Regions from separate parts of the Mus musculus genome. Here region 1 is linked to region 2. The links are chromatin contacts, called in public promoter capture Hi-C maps. All regions are on one chromosome and are shown on one strand. Each heading gives the region's core, a stretch centred on a gene start, on an enhancer-like site or on the middle of the called end of the contact. The rest is flanking DNA. Distances are from core to core; before and after follow the strand shown. Region 1 holds the start of Sox6 (SRY (sex determining region Y)-box 6). Region 2 holds the start of Btbd10 (BTB (POZ) domain containing 10).

Region 1 (5,384 bases), core at 1,000-3,499, 2.7 Mb before region 2:
AGTTTTTGGGAAGTGGGACACTTGAGACTCAGCTTTTGCAGCACATAGCTATGCTGTCTCAACGTTCCTCTCTTGTTTTCAGTTCTCATCTTAAGACCTCTGCTTATGACTGCTTGCATCTCTAAGTACCTTTGTCTCCCATCGAAGAGCAAGCAAAGGAACCCAAGGGAGGCCGAGGCCGCCCTGAGCCATGACCTCCGTCCTGTAGGAGCCGAGGCTGTGTCTTTCTCAAGGTATCTACCCGTTCCCTGCCTGGGTAGTTAGTGCTGAAAGTCCGGGTCTCGGATCTGTTCTCTAACCCCAGGTTTGTAGTCTAGTGAGAGAATGCACTGAGTACTGGCATTAGCTACTTTGCAGGTGTCGCTCTGCCATCTTCTGATCTGGGTTTCCCAGCAGTACGGCTTCCGGGACTCCTCTGCTCCAGGGGGACCTTCGTAGGCTTAAAACAAAAACAAAAACAAAAACAAAAACAAAAAACAAAAAACAAAACAAAACAAAAACTGTCCCGGAGGTCGTCCTGGCTGCCAGCTCTGCCTGCATGATGGGTCGTAGTGGCTTTGAGCCCAGCGCACTCTTGAGCTCCACCTCAAGGTGGCGACCGAGGCACGTAAACAAAGGCTGCACTGGCAGTTGGCACCCATGGGCTCCTCCACGAACTCCAGTTTCCCAGCGGCTCCTCCGAGAGCTGAATTGACTGTTAAAGGGGCCCTTGTAGATGGATCGTTGGGCCGGAATGTCAGCCGTGCGTTCGTGCGTGACTGAATGACTGAATGACTCTCTTTCTGTGTGTACACGCACGTGCGCGTAGCCTGCGCTTCTGTATCGCCGAAGCAGGCAGAAGCGCTTCTAGGATGGAAACTAGCCCCGTTTGGGACGCTGGAGCTTTCCTGGCGTCACCTGAGCCTGCAGTCCCCCCAACCCCCCTCCCGTCCCCTGTGATCTGGCTGGTCCGGGCTTCTGCCCACTGTGCGGCCTGAGTACCCTGGGTCAGTGAGCAACTGGCAGGACAGAGGGTTTGATTGCTGTGGCAAACAGCAGGTTTGCAGATCTCTGTTCAGTGACACCCACGATTTATGAGTGGCTCCGGTATATACAACTCTTTGCTGCGCTGGAGTCCTCTAGGGTGCGCGCAGGCCGACCCTAGGGGTAGGGGTAGTTGTGGGCGGAGAAGAGAGACACGGACAGTGAAAGAATAAGCATGCGGCAGTCATACAGTCTTACCTCAGGGACGAAGGACACGGTTCCTAGAACTGCGATCTGCACGGCCAGTGTGCAGCCCAGCTGTTTCTCCCGTAGGCGCTTCCCGCCTAACACCGCCTTCTGACTAACTTGGATAGGGCTTGAGCTGCCCCCTCCTTTTTTCCTCCCCTTCTTTTCCTTTCCAGACATCGCTTTAACTCAACCCAAGGCATATCCAGAAGTCAGTTCCGTATAGAGCTTCCATTCAGTCGTGGGGGGGGAAATCCGGTATACAGTTTCTTGTAGGCAGATGGAAGAACTAGATGGTTACAGGACTTTGGAGGGGTGCGTAGGAATGGCACGGGGTGTTGGTGGCAGCGAAAGACAGTTTCTTTGGGGTCTTCGCACTGCCGCAGGTAAGGCTCTCAGATTACAGCTGCCCTCCTGTAGAGTCACAGTTGTGGGCTAGCGGAGGGCGCTCTGCTGTTGAGAGGGGAGTGGAGGAGGGTGGAGTGGGAGAAATGGGCTCTGGACAGACTCCACCAGCACGCATTGTCTTGGTTGGTGTCTGTGCCGGGCGCTCAGCTGATGTCTTTGGGAGCTTTTGAACAAGGTAGACCCTCTAATACCCTCCCCCACTCTCTAGACAGTGTTTCAAAAGATGCGAATAGCTCTAAAATAAGTTTAATTTTTTGTCTGACTTCCCGTTCAAGATGTAAAAAGGATCAAATAAATGAAACTTTATTTGACTGTGGAGTTTATCCAGAGACTCAGCGACATCTCTGGTCTTTGGCCTTATTCTAATTCTATGGTAGTAATTACCCTTCGTTTCTTTAAGTGCGATAGATTTATTGCCTTAGAGACTATGCACAGTTTGATTGAATTATTCATTTTTTTCTTTGGTGTAGACTGCATCTGGGGACTCTGATGTGACGTGTAGATTTTTTTTTTCAGGAACAAAGGGAATGTGGAAATGAAAGAGAGAGGGAGAGAGAGGCTGGCAGATGTAATGAGACGCGGTGAAGGTGTACGCAGACGGGCACTCCCACGCCTCCTCCCTTCGGCTCTCACTGCAGCCCTGGGTAACTCGCAGGCTAACACAAACAGCTTTTCTCCCGCAGCCTGCCCTCTGTCACTGTAAGTACATCACCCTTCTCTTATCAGCATGCAGATTCCAGCCACGCACTCCCTCGCCTTGGCTTTGCACCTTTGACAGCAAAAGCACATTGGGAAATTAACTTTCCTAAGCTAGGAAAGGCATGTCTAGAAAACTTACTTTTTATTTATCTTTATTGTTCTTTGAAAACAGAAGTTCATGCATTTTTACCACTTTTCCTACCTTTGTGACAGTGCTCTGTTGCTCTTGTCACCGTGGCTATGCTTTTTTCAACTGGATGACTCTCAGATTCAGATGAAATTTAATGTTATTCTCCATCCGTTTAAAGTACAGGCGCAGTGCCTTGTCCTTCTGCGAAATGCTATCTTAAAGGACGAAGAATATTATTCACAGTTTGCTTTTGTTGCTGAAACCCGAGTTCCAACCTCTTTGAGGCACTGCCTGTCCCAAGGGCACTGTTATTTGGGAGCTGATACTATCTGCTTCTCCCAAACTTAAACAAAAGTGCCGCGGGCTGCGAGAGCGCTTGGGTGTTTGTCATCCAGGGTTAAGGAGACCAATGGCGAAAACTTTTCTCCACGCTGTAATTAAAGTTTTTCAACTTCTTCCCTTTTGCCTTTTACACTCGTTCACATACTCTTCGTTTTGTTAAAAGTTCTCCTTGGTGTTTTGGAGTGAGTGACATATTTGTCCTGTTTACACAGTAGCCATGAAGCCCTTCCTGCGAGAAGTTGGCCACCTTAAGATGAAGTCATGTAGGTCTGAATGATCCGCCCGGTTAGTGTAAAAGAGCCTTTCAAAGGGAGAATTCGAGGTTTTAACGGCTGTTCTATTTTCTTTCTTTCTTTCTTTCTTTCTTTCTTTCTTTCTTTCTTTCTTTCTTTCTTTCTTCTCTCTCTCTCTCTCTCTCTCTCTCTCTCTCTCTCTCTCTTTGCGTGGGTGTTTTAAATATTAACTTCTGAAGCAGGATTAATTGCATTGCCCTTCCCAAGTTCAGGGGGAACCTCTCTCCAGGAACGCGCCTTGTCTCTGCCAGTTCGTGCCTCTTCTCTGGAGGTGCGAGGCCAAACTTAACAAAGCCGAGTTGCCTTTGGTTGGTCGAGGTGCAAAGGGACACAAACACAGCGGGCGCCCAGGCAGCAACCGCAGCAGGCAGGTAAGTCAGCCCCACCCGCTGGCCTCTTCTTCCCTTCTCAGTCCTGGCATTTCAAAGGCTGGGTTCAAGTCGAGCTGGCTCCAGACCCTAGAAGTGAGCTTGTGTGTTCCAGGATTGGGATGCGGTGTCGGGTGCCCTTCATAGACTTCTTGGAACCCGCAGGCGTGCGGATCAGGTGGGAAGCCCACCAGACCAGCGGATGGATGCCTGGCTTTCTGCCTCACCCACTTGCGTAGTACAGCTGGTGCTCAAGGCTTTGGAGGAAACCCTTAGCAAGCACACACCCCTACTTCCCCCGGGCCACATGTCACCCAGTGCAGTCTGGATTGTGACGCCCAGACCCCAAACTTTAGTGTTCTTCCTTTGGGACGAAATATGTCACCTGCTCTGGGTTGTTTGCCCCTCAGCCATCTACTTTGGTACTAGTTTATGACTTGAAATCTAAAGCGGTCTCTTGAGCTCCTTTTCAGAAGGTACTAGGGCCTTGGATCACAGAAATCTTTTTCTTTTCCTTCTTGCCTCCCGCCAGCCCAGAGGCCTGTTTTCTGGTCGGCTGGTTCTGCTTCCCAGATCCCAGAATACTCTGTGATTTTAAAAGACCAATGTGCTGGTATTGGGAAAGCCAAACCTGCCTCAGCAATTAGGAGGAACCCAGTGGCGCCCATGTTTGCTTATGCAATGGCTCATCTGTTTGAATGGCTCTTCCCTGCGAATTGGTCTTTGACACCTATCTTGGCACTTCTCTTTGCAGCTTTTTAGGGCAGGTCATTTGGTTTGACCTGTAGGATTTGGACAGGGTTTCTGGACAGGGTTTCTGGTTTGAATTCTCAGGAAGGCAGCTGAGGCAGCTGAAGAGTTCAAGGCTCAGGAATTCAGAGCTGGGCCAGGTGGAGCCTTGCTCAGACACAAATGGGGGAAGCTTTCTCAGATGGAAGTGCAGATTTGGACTTTCCTTCTGGATGTTAGGTCTATGGACGGTCCAGTGTTCTAAGGAACACTGCTAAATAAAAATCTGGCCTACTAGGTACCCTTCATGGTTCTCTAGTTGTGCTATCTGGAGGCAGTTGTGAGCAATGGAAATCTCAACATTTCTTGTTAAGGACTCCTTTCCTTCCAACCAGCCTTCAAGCCATTTTAACACACAGCCTCTAAACTCTGAACCCTCCAGTTGTTTTCCAGAAAGCAGAAACAGCCAGTCTCTGCATTTCTCCAGGCTCATCCTAGGTGTGCTCTCTACCTCCATCCCACCTCTCTCTTGTCTGGAGTTCATATGGAAGCTAATTAACATGGAGTATACATTAGGAGCCTCTTCCTTCCATTGCCTGCTTAACAATTTCTCTTTTATTCTTGCTTCTATCTATGGGAGGTCTTCCTCTTGTTGCTCATCATTCCAGATTCTTCTGTTTACTTCAGTGTCTCTCCTTAGAAGGCTCCTCAAAGGAGCTCTCTTTTGTCAGTTTCTACAAAGTAGAAGCCTTTAAAGTCTCTGCAGCTTATGTTGATCAACTAGGATCTTGCTCCTAGCTTTGTTCCTGATGTAGGTCTCCACTGACCTCAGTTTTGTGTTTTTGTTTTTGTTTTTTTTTCCTTTCTGGGCCTTGCTTGAGGGAGGTCGACCCCTTGTACACTGCCTCTTGCCAGCAACCACAGATAGTTTTCTCACGTACCTCTTTCTCTTTTCTCAACTACCACTGCGGACACCATCTATGTTCCCTCTGGTTCTGGTCTTCCAGTTGTCTATGCCTTGAGAAAAGGTTCCAGGCCTCTCCTCATTTAGGCATTCTGCATCTGCCACACCATTAGTCCACTCTACACATAGCTCAGAGGGGGATCTTGATCCGGGCTAGGGCTTTTATTGTGGGAGGGACAGTGCTTTTTATTCAATAATTGTTTATATCTGAATGTGCAATTTTATGTGCTAGTCTGGTCGAC
Region 2 (5,356 bases), core at 908-3,407:
TTTGCTGTGTGACAAGTGTGACTTAGAGATTTAATATTAGCAATTAGGATTGCAGTGTAATAAAAGAACCTTGATTTGGGATAGATTTCAATTGGTCATAGATATAATCCCAGTACTCAAGAGGGCTGAGGCAGAATAACTACTTCAAGTTGGAAGCTAACCTGAGCTAAGCTATATAGTGCATTTTAGGCCAGCCTAGGCTAGAAGTATTTGAGATTGCCTCAAAAATCAAACCAACCAACCAACAACAACAAAAAAAAAATCAATTAACTTAGGTTATTTAGGTTGTGAGATTTGCACAACTGATGAAGTGCTTGCCACACAAGCACTAGGAACTGAGTTCCTAACCAGTGCTGGTGAAACAGACACAAGAGGATCCCTGGAGCTGGCTGGCTAGCCAGCCTAGCAGAATTTAAGAGCTCCAAATTCAGTGAGGGACACTGTCTCCCAAAATACAGTGGAGGATTACTGGGAAATGCCAACATCAATTTCTGGCCTCCACAGCATGCACACATATGCAACTGCATACTCACATAACTGCCTGCCTCTGCCTCTTGAGTGCTGGGATTAAGGGCATGCACCATGGCCTGGTCAAAACCTTTCATTAGAAAAATGACAGCTTCAATTTAGACATAAGGGAATGAAGAATCCAGTTTGATCTTTACCCCCAACTTGTGCTACAGTTACTTTATTTGAGATAAATTACAGAAAACTGTATCAAGATTGGGGAGGACTTTGCTATTGTTGAGGGTTTCCTTGAGGTTTCTTTGAACATTATTCATATTCAAGCCTCATTAGCTTGCTCTTTTTACAATGTTTTTAAGATTTTCAGCAATTTCCAAGAATGTAGAATGTTGGCTATAAAAAAACGTGTACACTATGTAACAATAATCTTTGTCTTCCTTTGGTCTCTGATATTTAAGCATTTTCAGGAGGAAAGTATGCCTGCTACCAGTTTTCCACTTCAAATGATAATTTACTTAGCATAAATGTTGGTTTGAAAAACACGTGGTATCACATATGGGACCCAAGGAATTTTTTCTTACAGTAACTAGATTTTAAACAAAGTTCTTTTCACAAAACAGTTTTCTTACCAAAATACTGAAACATGTATTGGGTTTTGTTTATGCCCTTCCCTCTCTTCTCAAAATGGGGGAACTTCTACTGATCTTTAAAATTGGACTCAAATGCCACTCCCTAGTGGAGGGCTGCTTTTTGAGATGAGATCTCACGTTAGCCCAGAAACACCTGGAACTCAATCTTTCAGCTTCTGCCACCCTTCGCAATCCCAAGACCAGAGGAGCGAGCAACTGCACTGAGGGGTTCTCAACAGGATTGTCTCAGATCAGCTCCTACAGCTCACTCACTAAGGGGAGTATGTTCTGTAGCAAGCATAAAGAGGATTATCCGTTCCTCTGTGGGTCTGAGTCCCGGGAGGGGAGAGTTTTGAGCGCCGGGGAGGTGACTTCCTCACTTTTCCATCTCTTTTAGAGCCTCCCATCAGGCACACGGTGGGTTCGGTGACACCGGAGTGCTACTTTGGCGAGCTTTTGCCCGCCAGAAACTCAACCCATTCAGCTGATTCTCCGCGTCCCAGAGGTGGCGCCACCGCAGGCGTGTCAGCTGGTGCACCGGTTCCCGCCAACAACAGAGGGTTTCAAACCAAGCAGAGCGTTGCAAACCAAGCGGCGGCCGCGGGGAAGCGGCGACCTCCGGACCACCGCCTGCCAACGCCTCGTGCTGCCCGTACCAGCTCGCGGACCCCGCGGAGGAAGGCGACCCGGGCGTTCGCCCTGCTGACAGAAACGCTCTCCTAGAAGAAGACTCCCAGGCACTGCTTTTACTGGCCCGGAGACGCCGTCCGGCTTTTGCCTAACGGTGACAGGAAGCGTGGAGTGAGGGTGTGCTCAGAGGTGTGGAGGTGGCCTGAGACTGCTCTTGGCTCACCGCGCAGAGAAGCGCTCGCGGGGAAGCTACGGGACAGCACTGCCAACCGAGACCGCGGAGACACTACTCAGGCTCTCAGTGCCCCGGTGACACGCCTACTGTGGGAGGAGCTCCGTCCTTCGCGCGAGAACTCGCTTCGCCTCACCTCTTCCTAATGCGAAGTCTCGCGAGAAGCAGCTAAGGAGCCGGCCTGCAACCTGCCGGGGCGGCTCTGGTAGGCGCAGCCGGTGGAGCGGCCGCCTCACACCTAGCACCGGAGGGGTCCGGTTCAGTGGGCGGAGGGAGCGGAGCGTCGCTCTCTCTTGGAGCTCTTCCCCAAGACCCTCGGTGGACGTCTCAGGGGCCAGCAGGTTGGAGCGGGCCGGGTGCGGGCGGCTGGGTTTGTAGTGGAAGCCGAGGGCGAGGCTAGCTGCTGTGAACCGGGCTCCGGGAGGCTGGCGGCGGCTCCAGGAGCGTGGGGCGCGGTGCTCGGGGCTGCCCGCTTGAGCACCGGGTCCGGAGAGGCGGGGAAGGGAGCTGCTTTTTGGGTTAGGAGTCTGGAGGCCTTTTCCCAGGGGAAAAAAAGCTATTTTCTCACACCTCCTTTCCAGGGCAGAGTAACCCAGTGCCCCGCCCCTTTCCTGTCATCTTTGGGTCACCGCGGCGACAAACCGAAGAAGGCGCATCACAATAGGGCGGTGAGTAAGGCTCCCAGTTTGGGGATAAGGTGGTGGGGGAGTTGCCCTTTGGATGGAGGATGAGACACCTGTGATGTGCTGCTGTGTGCTTTTATTCTGTAACCGTTTCAACGAGGGTAAAGCTTGGTTTCCCACTCTAACTTGCCCAGAAAAGGTTCAGATTTATTCTCTGTGAGTCACAAGCCCTCTGACACCCCTGATTTTGGGGTATGGGCTGGAGGGGACCTGAGATTTCACTTAGTTTGTCAATGTGGGTTAGTGTGCTGTGCCTAACCTCGGTCTTTCCCGGGTTCCCATGTCTTTTTTTTTTTTTTTTTTTTTTTATCTCTTTAAAATTTTGAGTCTTAGCCTCTTATTGGTATTTGGAGTCCACGACCAGGCTATAAAAAAGTTTTCCACTTTGTGCATTTAGTATAGGAAATTATTTTATAGCCATGTAAGAGTCTGCACGCTTTTTATTTCAGCTAACAATCTGAATGAAGCAGTACAGTGTATTGATTGGCAGTTGGGTTTCTTTCTGTTCTTGCCTGCCTCCCACTCTTCTCTTGCCCCACCAGCCCAATTTGATCCAAACTTTTTAGAGAGGGGTTTAGGGATGAATTTTGAATGAAATAGACTGTAGAAATTGGATGGAAAGATAAAATAAGACATGTGAATGTAAAGACTGAACAAGTTTCTGCGCTGGAGAGTCCATCTAGAACTCAACCGTGGGCATTGAACCAAGGACTGATGCTGAATATTAAGCAGAAAGCAGTAGAAAGTACTTGGAAAATTACTAAATGGGAGGTAAAGATGAGTTAATATAGTTTTCGAGGACAGTTAATTTTGGAGATTTTAGGCTTAATCGTTTTTTCTAACACAGAGGTTAGTACTCAGCGCTTATTCTTATGGGTTGAGAAAAGGTAAGAAGGAAGCTTCAGGAACATGAGGGTGGTTAGGACCCAGAGCAACGGAGTTCAGAAAGTTCTGCGAGATGTTTTGCTTGTTAGACATTTTTTCACACTATTCAAACTTCCAGGTAGGCTTTTTACCTCCTGTATTATCCTCCCACAAGTCTGAATTTTGTTCTGTTCTTCACAAAGACTTGTGTATTTTTTTAAACATTAAATGAAATCACAAAGAACTGTGGTCTGCTTTGTGACCATTTACATTTAAATGGTCTCATGGAGTGTACAACTGAACTGGAGATACTCTGTCTCTCAGAGAGATAAGAATGAGTAAGTTTCACATGCCTTCAGGTACTAGGCAGATAATGAGCATGTCAGTGCGCTAGAGAGCTTCTCTCCTCTGAGCCGTATTCAGTCCGTCTGATTAATTGTATGAATGTGCAGTCAGTTGTCAGCCTTCTTAAAAGAATATAGGAACTCTAGAATTTTAAGTGCGACTTCCTGATATTTGAAATATTGACAAGTAAAACAAAGATACCTTCATGTGACCCAGCCAAACCCAGTTGTATTTTAACATAAAAGTATTTTAGAGCTATGTTTTATGTCTTGGTTTAGGAAGCTGTATATAGGTCAGAATTAATTTTATAACTAGAAACAAGCTTAAGTCAACTATGTCAGTTTGGAATTACAAATTTTTAGAAAGACTGTGAAAAAATGTCAGCTCTTAATAAAATAGTTTAGTGCCCTTTAAATATAGGGCTACAGATTAAACAGATAATTTCTAAAGTAGTCTCTCATTGTCTGTCTACACTTTTGTTTTTTTTGTAGTTTATTGCTGGTTTGAAATCATTAAATGGAAAAAAAAATCTATAAATAAGAAGCACATAATTTTTAAATTGCATACTATTCCAAGTTCAATGATAAAATCGTGTTTCTCACACTACCCTGCCTGGAATGTAAACCACCCCTTTCTCCAGTGAATCTGACTAGGATATGCTCCCATCCATCTGCTACTTTAGTAGTAATTTGTTTATCAGACTGACTGATAATTTTACAGTGTGGTCAAGAACCCTTATTTTATTTAATGATGGCCCACAGTACAAAAGTAGTGCTGTTACTAATTCGTCTATGTCAACAAGAAGCCATAATATGCTGCTTGTATGTGAGAAAAGTGAACATCCCTAACTTTATAGGGAAAGAAAAAAATCATGCTAAAGTTGCTAAGATGTATACTCTAGTCACAGAAATGTTTTACTAGGGTATATTACAATTTTCCTATCTTACTGTTAATTATTGTTACTGTGCCTAACCAGTAAAGTTTCCCATAGATATGTATACATGAGAATTCATTTGGTACTTGTCACAGTTGCAAGCATATACTGATAACCTTGAAATATATACTTTAAGAGGGACTATATTAACATTTTACTACGGGAATAACTGAAGAAACTTTATTGATTTGTGCTTATTATTTGATTTATAAGTATCTTAAAAGAGTATATTAGTTTATTTAGAAGGTCTTTATTACACTTGTACCTAATATGTAAAATTAAGTCCAGGATACCCTCTATAGTCCATCTCAGGATTTGAATACTTAGTATTTGCTATACCTTACCACACTGTCCCTGGGTATTGACTTTTACCAGAGGACATATGGATCCCCTGGTGCGTGGGGAGAGTGTGAAGCTTGGGAATGGGATAAAGAAAGTGTGATGTGAAACAGACATTCTTGTGGTGCCTCTTCTTTACAGAAAGCATTGATTTAAATTGTTTTTTCTAGTAAGAAGAATGGGTACTTTGATTAAACTTTGTGTCATAGTATGACTTAGTGGCATTTGTGGAATT

Evidence for each region. Promoter capture Hi-C pulls out the DNA fragments that hold promoters and counts their contacts.
Region 1: a promoter capture Hi-C map of liver shows a contact between it and region 2, with 3 times the contacts expected there. The contact joins the promoter of Sox6 here to the promoter of Btbd10 in region 2. A contact is called at or near these places in 3 of 39 promoter capture datasets (liver and pre-B cells).

The regions. Positions count from the first base shown.
Region 1 is chr7:116,035,609-116,040,992 of GRCm38.p6, reverse strand. Sox6 (SRY (sex determining region Y)-box 6) reads left to right here and starts at 2,249. Exons shown (of 16, transcript NM_001025559.3): 1 at 2,249-2,316.
Region 2 is chr7:113,366,140-113,371,495 of GRCm38.p6, reverse strand. Btbd10 (BTB (POZ) domain containing 10) reads left to right here and starts at 2,157. Exons shown (of 11, transcript NM_133700.2): 1 at 2,157-2,297; 2 at 2,538-2,624.